3 separate regions of the Mus musculus genome follow, and regions 2 and 3 are each linked to region 1. The links are chromatin contacts, called in public Hi-C and HiChIP or PLAC-seq maps. All regions are on one chromosome and are shown on one strand. Each heading gives the region's core, a stretch centred on a gene start, on an enhancer-like site or on the middle of the called end of the contact. The rest is flanking DNA. Distances are from core to core; before and after follow the strand shown.

Region 1 (3,907 bases), core at 893-3,392:
CTTTCATGGCTAAATCAGAAACATCTGGATAGGGATCAGCAGCCAGATGCAGTAAGACTCTCCAAATTTGAGTGTAAACACTATTAAAAGAAACTCCTACAAGAGAGAAACAAACAGGAGATCTTTTAGTAGCAAGTAGCTCCATCCCTGTGCATGTGATGGTGGCTTTTGAGGTAGTTTATTTTCTGAGCACCCCATGCTGACAGGAAGGAGGACTTTAGAGCTGGGGCTGCAGGCAGCTTCCCAGTGCTCAGCAAGTGAAGTCTCTTGCCATTGAGCCTGACGACTGAACTCAAATCCCAGAACCCACACCATGAAAGGGAGGACTGATTCCCTCTTACTACCACATGCATAGCACACCTGCATTCACACACACACACACACACACACACACACACACACACACACACACACACTCTCTCTCTCTCTCTCTCTCTCACTCACTGACGCATACTAACACATGTACACAAACACACACATACACACTAACACACACTGACACATATACACAGACACACACAAAGTTAAAAAGAATTCTCTTAGTAAACAAGCTTTATCATACAGGTCTCATTCCCCCCATCCCTTTTTTGAAACAGACCTCATTGTATATCAAGGCTAGCTGGGACTCACTATATACATTAGGCTACCTTTGAATTACAGAAATCCACCTGCCTCTGTCTTCCATGTGCTGGGTACACCACCATGCCTGGCAGGCAGGTCTCATCTTTTGATGACAGGGCTTTCTAAAGGAAAATGGCTAAAAAATGGTCTGCACTCGGATAACTTTGTTGTTTAGAGAATACCACCTAGTTTCCCACGCATATCTCCTCCCTCGTTCTAGGTTCCTAGATGACAGCATGGCCAGATGTACAGTTTATGTGGGATGCACAGCTGTGGCCACTGCCCTCTCTACATGTACTTTGTTACTTGTTGAGCTCTGCTTGTCCACTCTCTAATGACTGCTGACTTGCGTGCTCATCTATAGATGGGAAGTGAATCCAACTTCCCTTCCATTAATCCTGGGCTGTGTAGGGCAAAGCCTGAGCCATGGCAGCTATGTATACCCACTCACTAAGAGGGTGCCGAGGTCAAGTGGGCTGCACCTCAGCTCCTGAATACAGAGCTTCTCTTTTGAGCTGAGTAAGGCATTTCTGCCTGTCACTGAGGGGCTAAGTCTTAAGACAGGAATTTAAAAAATAATTATTTAATTTAAAAAAATGGTGTGTGTGTATGTGGTGTGTGTGTGTGGTATGTATGGTGTGTGTGTGGTATGTGTGGTGTGTGTGTGTGAAGGTCTGTATGAGCACCATGTGCATGTAAGAACCGAGTGAAGTCAAAGGAGGATCCCTGGACCTGGAGTTATGCATCAGAGGTGCTGAGAACGGAACCCACATCTCCCGCAAGAGCACTGAGAGCTCCTAACCATTACGCCATGTGTCCAGCTGAGACAGGCATCTCTATAAGGCGACAACACAGGACTGCAAAGACTCGATGTCAGTAGTTCTAAGCCTCCAGTGAGCCCAGGAAGCAGTAAGTAGGAAGGCACATGTGCCAGGAGACCTAGGCCTGTGATAAGCCTGGATGTGGTGGAGGAATGTAGCTTGGGTTGCACAGTGGCAGGAAAATCCAAAGAAAGCAGCCTTCTCACTCCGTGCTCTCTCATGTGGCTACAACTCAGAAGTAGAGGACTGACATTTCAACTTAAAACTCTACAGTTCCAAACACTGGGCTAGATTTACAAGTAAAGTCTAAGAAAACTAGTACAATCAGCTTAGAATCTCTCTGGGTGAAATGTCCTCAGATCCGATTTCCAGCTCTGAGGTATGGAGTTGCTAAGCAGCAGCTGAGGAGAGGAGAAGGAGGTGGCTTCCAGTGTACTCTAGAGACAGGGCCACATGTTCTGCTTTCAGTTTCCCCTGAGAGACAGGGAACTGGCCACTCAGATGGAGTTGGCAGCGCCTCTCTAAGCGACAGCAAGTGCTCACACAGCTACCTCTGGTACTCTCAGGCATCCTCCTGGGGAGTGACACGCTGCTTCCTGCAAAGCTCAGTTGCCACGTGGCACCAAGCTGTAAGGGATCTATCTCGAAGCTTCTGGTGAACCGTGTTACTCAGATGTCGGACGGACTGACGTCACAGACTGGGGAGGGGCTGGTGCGTGACTAATGAGGGCTCAGGCCCTCCCTCCCTCCCTCAGCTTACTGACCAAACTCAGCAGACACTGAACAGAGTAGGTAGTCACAGGTGGAGTCCTAAAGCCCCTGTGGCCTCATGGGCTGGGGTGGCAGATACAGAATAAAGAACTCTGGGGAGTCCTTTAGAATCAGGAACCCCACAGAACACTGCCAGAAAAGTCTAACAATGTGCAGGACATGGAGAAAGGGAGACACTTGTAAATATTACTGTGTAGTTTAAAGCCTATTTCAATGACTGGGCTGACTGTGGATGTTGAGCTCTGTGTGACACCGTAGCAGAGAACACAACTCTAAGCTTTACCACCCTCTGACTGGGATGGGAGGCACAGTTGTTTTAGTGGAAAGGGAAGCTGTGGTTACAAATTACCTCTTGATTTCACATCAGCCCTGATTTGCCAGGAGTGATTCTCCCTGGCTCCTTGCCAAATCAACTGCCCTGTCTTAACATCTCCAAAATACAACCTGCCACCCTCACACACGGATCAGGGCCCATGGGACTGAGGTAAGGACACTGGGTTCTGCCTCAAAGCAGAGGCAGGAACTGGGCCTGGCCGGCAACTTGCTACTTGCTAAGCTCTAGAAGGGCTAAGGATCTATTTTCATGTCTAGACTAGAAGTAATAAAAGACCGTGATGTTCTAGGATTGATTTTCAGAGCAGTGGCCACAGCTTTCTGAATAGCATGTGGTGAAGTGCAGTCTCTCAGAGCTCTGCAGCTGTTTCTGAACCTCAGAGCCTTATTGGGAAAGGACTGTATAGACACGAGGCTGCGAGTCCTCATCTAGGGCTTGAAGAGCTGGCAGAGTGAGGTCAGGTCCTCTGATGATCTGGAAATGGCCAAGACTTCTGCCAGTCTTTAGAAACACAGGTCCCAGGGCTGGGGGAGTGGTGGCAGTGGCTGGCGGTGGTGGGTGGTGGTGGCTGCGTGTGTATGTGGCCATTGTATTTGTTCTTCCTTGTGCGCCTGTCATGGTGCTTCAGAGTAAATCTAGTTATACCTTCCCTTCTGAGTCTAAGCTGTCGGCCTAATGTATAGAACCTTTGGGGGGTGTTATACTGACCCACTGCTCTGGCCTCCTATCTCCAGTGACCCTGGAACATCTGCATGGTCTTTGTAGTTGACCCTCAGCATCCTCGTATGACCCACTAAGCTTTGGTCACCACAGCAGGGACTGTGTGTGATAGGTGAGCACTCCCCCACTGAGCTACATTCCTAGCATTAACTCTCTCCAGCAAGTCCCTGCTGGATTTCTCTCAGTTAGGGCAGACACATGTGTAGCCTCTGCCCCTTGGTGCACACTCAGGGCCTCACCAGGTCACTACTATGCCGGGATGAAAAGGCTCGCCGTGCTTCCTGACTCCTCAACAAGAGGAAAATAGGGAAGAACAGAGGTGGCTAATGGCTGTCTGTCACCTTAATGCTGACTGAGCAGTCCTCACAGGGGCTCTTGGCCAATGTCTTCTCCCTGGAGTCATCCTGCCCCTGTCTGAGTGAGGCAGGAGCTTGGGGTTTCAGCCCTGACCCACTCCAGTCTCCCAGGCTTAGGCTCTGGGGTTGCTGGCTCCCGCAGGAACGAACACAGGATCAGGGCTCTGGGCTGGCACAGAGGGTGAGGGTGGGGGTGGGGGTGGGGGTGGGGGTGGGGGTGGGGGTGGGGGTGGGGGTGAGGGTGAGGGTGAGGGTGAGGGTGAGGGTGGGGGTGGGGGTGGGGG
Region 2 (3,907 bases), core at 763-3,262, 170 kb after region 1:
CTTAGCCTTTCGTTTCTGAGTAGCCTCCCTTTTTGTTGTACTAAGGGGAACTAAGTTAAAACCCAAATGTTGTAGCTCTGAGGAGACCACTTACCTCTCTTGCTAGGTTGTGAGCAGTATTTCCTGTGCATAGTGATGGCCACTGTCACCTCACTTTATATGTGTGACACTGGATCTTACAAGTCTTCAGGTTGACACATACACTCACAGAAAAATCTGGTCTTTGCTCAGTCACTAAATCCCCTGGGATGTGACATACAATAAAGAACAATGACATGCACCAGATAATTCAACAATATATCCAACAGATATATTGTCACCTGAGCGTCTGCGGTTTTACAGGCAGTATTCAAGTGTTTATTTATTAGAAGAGAGCATGACCACATTCTTTCCTGCATCTCAGTTGGTGGCCAAGTGGCCACGTGAGGTGGGCACTCCCTCACCAAATGCTTGCTTACTACGCCAGGATTCACTGAGACAGCAGATGAGAGGGGCTACAGCTATGGCAACAGAGAGAAATCTGGTGCCATGTGTCCAGAGCAGAGCTAGTGATGGGCATCTGGGTGGACTCCCACGGGAGGCATGGCTCTCACTCACTGATGGAAGCTCCATCAGGCGGTCACAGGAGTCCAGGGGATCAGAAACGTTTCAGGTTAGGGAGACTATGTGCAGGGAGGGCAAGAAGCCAAAGAACAGACATTTGTGAGAAGAAGCAAAAAGACCAAGAATGCAGCCATGAACTAGTACAGAAATGCTAAACTCAGCAAACAGAACATGTCAAGAATATCTCAGGGAGGGAGGAAGGATCAAGTTACGAGACAAGGTTTGAAGGAGATAATTTACTACAAATCTGAAACATAGCTGGAGTAAAAAGCACAACTACAATGATGCTAGGAAACCAGAGCCTTCAGCCAAACTCAGGCCATCACTATTCAGTGAGAAGAGAGTGAGAGAACGGGGCAGAACCAGGAGTCATATCCCAGCACCACCTGGGCTCCTTCCCTCGCTGGACACCAAACAGTCAGGGCTGCCCTAAGTTTGCTACCACTCTGCCTGGGCCCACACTAAATGCTGGGAGTGACGGTGAGCTGGCCACCACACTGCATGTGTGGAGGGAGATGGCAAACTTCAGAGAAACAACAATCCACTCTGAGGGCTCCTCTGCTTCCACAGTTCCAATCACTTACAACAGCCTTTAACCCAGCTGGCCTTAAAATGGGATATAGTTAGTAAGTATGTCATTTTTACCATAGTGAAAATTAGTAATGTTCAGACTAAAGCAATAAACTAGAAACAAAAGAAACTGTGATAGAAATCTTAAATTCTGAATATCTACAAAGACACTGTGTGGACTGGTTTTGTCAACTTGATGCCAAAGGGGGGGGGGGGGGGGACTCAAGTAAAAAAATGGCTGTATAAGATCAGGTAATAGGCAAGACTGTGGGGTGTTTTCTTAATTAGTGATTGATGGGAGGTAAGGAGGTAAGTATGGATGGAGCCATCCTTAGGCTGGTGGTCCTGGGTTCTATAGAAAAGCAAGCTGAGCAAGGCATGTTGAGCAAGCTAGCAAGCAGCACTGGCCACGGCCTCTGCATCAGCTCCTGCCTCCAGTTTCCTGCCATCTTGAGTTCCTATCCTGACTTTCTTTAATGATGAACTCTTTCTTCCCCAAGTTGCTTTGATGGCGTTTCCTCACAGCAATGGAAATCTTAACATCTGCACTAACAGGAGGCAGAACAAAGCCGACAGGAGCATGGCAGCTGCCTCTGTGAATGCTTTATATCAGGTGGAATTGGACATAGAGAGAACAGTGACAGTGACCGGCATGCTCCTGCCTCTGGCCTCCAGAAAGTACATTCCAGTCCACAGTGAAAAATCTGTCAACCAGAGGAAAAATATAGGAAGAAGGGTAATCACCAGGGGCCTGTGAGTGGTCAAGGAGGACAAAACCACTGCTAGACACAGCACCCCAGAGTCACCTCACCAGATGCCACCACAAAAAACATTACTTAAGAGCAAGGAGCAGAAAACAGCAACAGCTCAAAAAACAGGAAACATCTCTGGAAGAGTCTAACCCAAGCAGAGGAAGAAACTGGCAAAACAGACGACCACCTAATCCTGTGGTGACTCTGTCTGCTCATGTGTCCTCACAGGCTCAACAGCACAAGGGCCCCACCCCCTCCATTCAGCCTTGTGACAGGCACAGCCCCACTTGCTGTCCCTCTATTTTCACTCTATACATACTTGGTTGGCACTGTGATCTTTCTTCATCACTCTCCACCTTGGTTTCACTCACATGGGTCTCTCGCTACTCCTGAGCTCACTGACAGCTAGACTAGCTAGCCAGGAAGGCCTTTGTCTTACAGCAATGGGAAGTCAGGCCTATGGTGACACGCCCTGCCTTTGAAGAGGGTTCTGGGGATCCACATTCAGGCGCTCACTCCTGTGTAAGCACTTTCACTCAGAGCCATGTCCCTCACCCTTACTTTTATGTCCAGATTCCAGAGTGGAATTCGCCCACTCCATCACCTCCTGGAGGATGCACATTTACAAGGGGCATCACCTGGCTGGGGTTCAGTCAGTAAAGTGCTTGCTGAACATGCTGGGGAACCTCAGTTCACATCCTTAGAACTCACGTGTTATTTTTGTAAAGCAAGGTGTGGTGTCTCATGCCTACAATTCTAGAGCTTGGAGGTAAAGACAAGAGGACCCCTGGGGCTCGGTGAGCAGCAAGTTTTGATGACTCACTGAGATCCTGGTTCAGTCAGAGACCTTGACTCTAAAAATACAGTGGAGTGGAGCAAGGTGGCACAGGAGATCTTTAAAGAGTTTAAGGCCAGCCTAGTCTGCACAGTGAGTTCTAGGCTAGTGTATGACAGTTTGAATGAGAATGTCCCCAGGCCCTCCTTAGCTGGTGGTACTGTTTGGGAAGGATTAGGAGGTGTGGCCTTGTTGGAGGAGGTGTGTCACTGAGGTTGGCCTTTGGGATTTCAGGCCCAGTCTTCTCTCTCTGATCAGCATATAAGCTCTTAGCTAATGCGGTTAGCACCATGACTGCCTGCAGCACTGCTTCCCACCATGATGTCATAGACTCACCCTGTGAAACTGTAAACAAGCCCCCAATGCTTTCTTTTATATGTTACCTTGGTAATTGCATATTCACAGCAATAATAAAGATATAATAGATAATAATAAAAAAGCAAGAACAGCAGCTATGGGAACAAAGCAGCAGCGTGGTTCCTAGGGCTTACTCAGGTGTTTTTCTATTTCCTTTTTCTTTTCTTTAAGTTTTCTGAGACAAGGGTTTCTCTGTGTAATCCTGGATGTCCTAGAACTCACTCTGTAACCCTGGTTGTCCTCAAACTCAGAGAGACCTCTGCCTCTTGAGTTCTTCAACAGTGGGATTAAAGGCATGTGCCCATCAAACCTAGCTTGAGTAGGTGTTGTTGTTTTGTTGTTGTTGTTGTATTGTTTTGGGTTTTTTTTGTAGTTAGGATTAAAGTTTCAGGAACAGCTTCCAAAGGAAATGTCATCAAAGGTGAGATTCGAAGTGTGAACAGCTGTCAAGAGGCAGTAGAGACCAGCACAGCAACGCTAGTGGAAAGGTCAAGAGCACTAGAAAATTCAAAGTCAGGCTGAGTCTGGGGGAATTGTGAGAAACCATGCAGGAGCAGGGAACAGAACCAGATAAAAAGGAAGTTTTGTGCTCACTGGAAGAGTTGAGACTTTGTACTAGGACCAAGAAAAAGCCATTAAAATGCTTTGAGCTGACCAAGAGTCCACTAAAGTAAAACCCACAATGTCCTCAGAGTGGGAAGACATGTCATGGTTAGAATGAACCACACAGTTTTAAGGTTACTTTGTCATATATCAAAAGTGGAGAGAAGTGTCCACGAGCTTGCAAAGT
Region 3 (3,907 bases), core at 865-3,364, 130 kb after region 1:
CACTACTCTGTCACAGGTCAGACTATTAAATTGTAAACTCACTGGCAACAAGACAAGACGACACATTTTTGACACCTTTTGCAGAGTGACTATAGTCCAGAATGCTGATCCTGCCAACACAGGGAGCACTGGTGGAAATGCAAACCACACAGACAGCTCATAACAAAGGTCGGCAATTCTTACAAAGCTAATTACGTTCTGACCATGTGCACCAGCAACCTAAAGAATCCCAAGTCAGAGACATAAAGAGCCACAAGTTCAAGGCCAGCTTGGGCTGTGTGAAAACCTGTCTCAAAATGTGTGAACAGCACTGTTCATAACTGAGGAGAGAATCAGGAGGCTTAATAGTACACGTGGAGACCTAGCTGTCTAGCCGTGGAGAAAGAGCCTTGAGTCCAACTGGCCAGGCAAGCGAGGTCGCTCTGAAAGGATATTTATAGATGACACCAACTACAGTGCATTCTGGGAAAGATAAAGCTAAAAAGAAAAGAAGGGAGGGAAGAAGAAAGGAAGAACATCAGTGGAGAGGCAGTGATTGAGCTCTGAATGACACCAGCGCTGGGGAAGCACATCTGTGAGACACATCGGTGGGAACCAGACTACACAACACCAACAGGAAGGAGCATAAAGCAGGACATGGCTAGCAAGAGCACACCATAATGGCTCATCAATCCTGGCAATTCGAGACAAGAGCCAATCCAGCAGAAGGCTCTAGACTGCTCACTGTCTGTATAGTTAATAAAGCATTCCACAAAAGAAGGCCTACTAATGCCTTTAAAGACTGATCCAAACTGGTCTAACTCACCAACAGAAATGAGTAAGTTAAAACTTCACTTTAAAGCAGCCAGAGTCAAGGAGAACCTGGGGACCAGAATGCTAGCAGCACACACTGAGCGGCGAGTCAGACTAGGGAGTGCGCACAGGAGTGAGCTTGGGCAGATTCTGTGGGATGGCTGGAGCGATGTGTGAGTGTAGGCTCTGTATAAACCAGTCTGTGGAACAGGAGGGTGACACCCCTGGCAATTTAACAATACTGTGTTTAGCTAGAAAACACCCTTGCTCCCAGCATCGTGTAAGGGGCACACTGCTGCACAGAGCACTCACAGCATATGTTATGTGTCACTGTCCTGCCTACCTTTTGAAGGACCTCAAAGATCAAAGCTGGAGTCCTGACAAGACTGATAAAAGGCACACATACCCCTCACTGTAATAACTAAGAAAACAAAGAAGGCCTGTGTGCTCAACTCCAAGAACAATATATACTGCTACCATTCCCTAGACTCACATGGTGGCAAGGGAGGTATTTTGAACAACAGGTATCAACAATTTCAAAACCTTTATTGAAATCTTCAAAAGGTCAGAAAAAAATGAACACCTACTTCTACCCAAGAAAGACCCTAAACCAGCAGTCAGAGACCTCACACAACAGTCTGCCCTGCCCTGGGCAATCCAATGCTTCGAGTCTTATAAATACCACTTGAGAGCCTATGACAAGAAGGAAATTCCCTACTCGTTTTCTCAAGCCACAGAATATTGATTACTTGGAACAGAGAAAAATCCAGGAAAATCTCAACAGGGAACACAGATTTTAAAACAAACAAACAAACAAACAAACAAACAAACAAAACCAGCCAGCCAGCTGAATTAAACCATGTGTGAAACAGACGATACACAGAGATAAATAAGCCATCTCAAGAACAGGTGTGTGGCATTTAATACAGAGTCACAGGATATCATGCCGTCCCTTATAAGTTAAGGGAGAATAGGGATTCTACCATCTTAACAGAAATACATCAAACCAAGGACTTTAGAAAAGTCAACATCTACTCATAATTTTAACATACAAACAAAAACAAGCAGTAACAGATCTAACACACAACGAAACAAAGGCTTTAGAAGGCCAGTACCTCATCATGATTCTCTGATATAAAGCAGGAACAGTTCTTAATTTGATAAATAATTGTTTCCATCCTCCCCCTCCTCACAAAAAGCCTCCTGCAGACTCCACAGGACTGAGTATTCCTCAGGAAGCCACAAAAGAGACAAGGGGGCCCAGTTACTGTTTCCTTCTCTTAAAGGCCAGCAGTGGAAAACAAGAACAACACATACAAGGCACAAGCGAGAAAAGAAGAAACGAAAATGCTCGTCTGCAAATGAGAAGCAACTTTACACCCTGAGGAACTATTAGAATCCACAAGAGTCTGGAGAACGTCCTTCCCGAATACTCAAGTAAGAAAATTAAGAAACTTACACTTTTATCAAGAAAGCTATCATATCCTGACAGGCATTTTAAATGATCACAGTCTAAAAGATCATCTGTAATGATCTTCTAGGATCTGCCTGATCACCTGTAGCCAAAGACACAGCATATTCCAACAAGTACGCCTTTTCTTCTTAAGAACTACTTTTATTCTTACCTGTTTATTTACTTATTTGTGTGTGTGTGTGAGGGGGCAGGGAGGGGGAGAGGGAGAGAGACAGACAGAGACAGAGACAGAATGTATGTATGTCACATGTATGTAGGTGCTGATGCTAAACCCTGATGCTAATGCTACAGGTGATTATGAACCACAATATAGACACTGGGAACTGAACCAGGTCCTCTGGAAGCACAGCAAGTGCTCTAACTGCTGGGCCATCCAGCCCCAAAGTCTTACGGAAACAGATGACTGTATTCAGTAATTTTTCTTTTCTTTTTTTTTTTGGTTTTTGTTTTTGTTTTTGTTTTTTTTTCGAGACAGGGTTTCTCTGTGTAGCCCTGGCTGTCCTGGAACTCACTTTGTAGACCAGGCTGGCCTCAAACTCAGAAATCCACCTGCCTCTGCCTCCTAAATGCTGGGATTAAAGGCGTGCGCCTCCATGCCTGGCTTAGTATTTTCTTATTAGAGCAAAAAGCCAAGATTAACCGAAACATCAAATAAGAAGAACAAAGGGTACCTATGTCTCCTCAAACTAAGACACTGAAAACCAAGACTGCTGATTGGCCCAGGACAGAGATGACTCATGCCAAAGCTGGCATCGATGGGGAGGTAGCAGTGAGCTATGCATACAAACCCTAAATTCTCAACCCAAGATCTAGTTGCAGTCCAGAGTACATTTTCATAGACAACGGTCTTCGTGTGTAAACCTTGCTCCCATTTTAAAGTTGATTAGTTAATAAAAGGCTAGAGCATGTGATTGGGCAGTAGAGAAAGGAAGGCGGGACTTGAGGATTGAGTGAGGTGACTCAGGAGAGATGCCGGAGTAGCAGGGAGAAGACAGAAAGAAGAGGAAGTTACCATGAGGCTGGATGAATCACGAGCCTATGGCCAGGAAAAGTGGACCCTGAGGACAGGCTAATGGAAAAGCAGCCCAGGTGGGCCTCAAACAGCAGGTGACAAGGGGCAAATGGTTTGAATATAGTAGGAACCTGCTCGATTCAGTGTTACAGCTTATAAATTAAGTACTGGGTTTTAGTGTCTTTTATACACATATAAAATAAATAAATAATTTACAGTGAGCTATAAACACAAAAGCAGATTCCATCTCACGCTATATATGAAAAGGGTCCATCACAGGCCTAACTATGGTTGGCTAGGTCAGGTGCAGTTGCCCCTAGAGAGAACACTGAGTGTGACCTGTTCAGCATAAAAACTCCTGTCCTTTAAAGGACACTGCAAACAGAATAGAAAGCAAGTCATAAATTTAGAAAAGACAGCCACAGTTCACAGGATGATGAAGAGTTTCTGTCTAGAATATAAAGAATTCCATCAGGATCAACAGGAGACAACCCAAGAACAGCTGTGTGGCCAGCTGTCAATCACCAGGACTCAGACTCAACAGGTTCCAGAGAAATCTACGATGGAACAAATGGACTTTTTCTAAGTACGGCCAATAGAGTGGAAACAAACAAAAGCATACAGAGAAG

Evidence for each region. A called contact is a pair of places that touch in the nucleus more often than the background predicts. HiChIP or PLAC-seq counts read pairs in DNA pulled down with a chosen protein or histone mark.
Region 2: a contact with region 1 is called in an H3K4me3 HiChIP or PLAC-seq map of bone marrow-derived macrophages, with 3 times the contacts expected there. The contact joins two enhancer-like sites. A contact is called at or near these places in 3 of 115 datasets of contacts at active chromatin or transcription factors (bone marrow-derived macrophages, effector CD8 T cells and pancreatic cancer cells) and 1 of 9 other capture datasets (adipose tissue).
Region 3: a Hi-C map of bone marrow-derived macrophages shows a contact between it and region 1, with 29 read pairs. The contact joins two enhancer-like sites. A contact is called at or near these places in 4 of 39 promoter capture datasets (embryonic stem cells, hippocampal neurons and liver), 1 of 484 Hi-C or Micro-C datasets (bone marrow-derived macrophages), 3 of 115 datasets of contacts at active chromatin or transcription factors (bone marrow-derived macrophages, double positive thymocytes and pancreatic cancer cells) and 3 of 9 other capture datasets (adipose tissue, liver and pancreatic islet).

Annotation. Positions count from the first base shown.
Region 1 is chr11:119,861,741-119,865,647 of GRCm38.p6, reverse strand. Rptor (regulatory associated protein of MTOR, complex 1) reads right to left here. Exons shown (of 34, transcript NM_028898.3): 21 at 1-96. Among named protein-coding and RNA genes, the nearest start is that of Rptoros, 29 kb to the right of the region's middle. Within about 2 kb of position 2,142, at least 167 of the 459 cell types and tissues checked have an H3K27ac peak or open chromatin away from gene starts, as enhancers often do. A contact at or near this core is called in bone marrow-derived macrophages, where this site is marked.
Region 2 is chr11:119,691,251-119,695,157 of GRCm38.p6, reverse strand. All of the region lies in intron 3 of Rptor (regulatory associated protein of MTOR, complex 1), which reads right to left. Among named protein-coding and RNA genes, the nearest start is that of Rptor, 90 kb to the right of the region's middle. Within about 2 kb of position 2,012, at least 21 of the 459 cell types and tissues checked have an H3K27ac peak or open chromatin away from gene starts, as enhancers often do. A contact at or near this core is called in bone marrow-derived macrophages, where this site is marked.
Region 3 is chr11:119,727,723-119,731,629 of GRCm38.p6, reverse strand. The region is part of intron 4 of Rptor (regulatory associated protein of MTOR, complex 1); the gene reads right to left. Among named protein-coding and RNA genes, the nearest start is that of Rptoros, 100 kb to the left of the region's middle. Within about 2 kb of position 2,114, at least 11 of the 459 cell types and tissues checked have an H3K27ac peak or open chromatin away from gene starts, as enhancers often do. A contact at or near this core is called in bone marrow-derived macrophages, where this site is marked.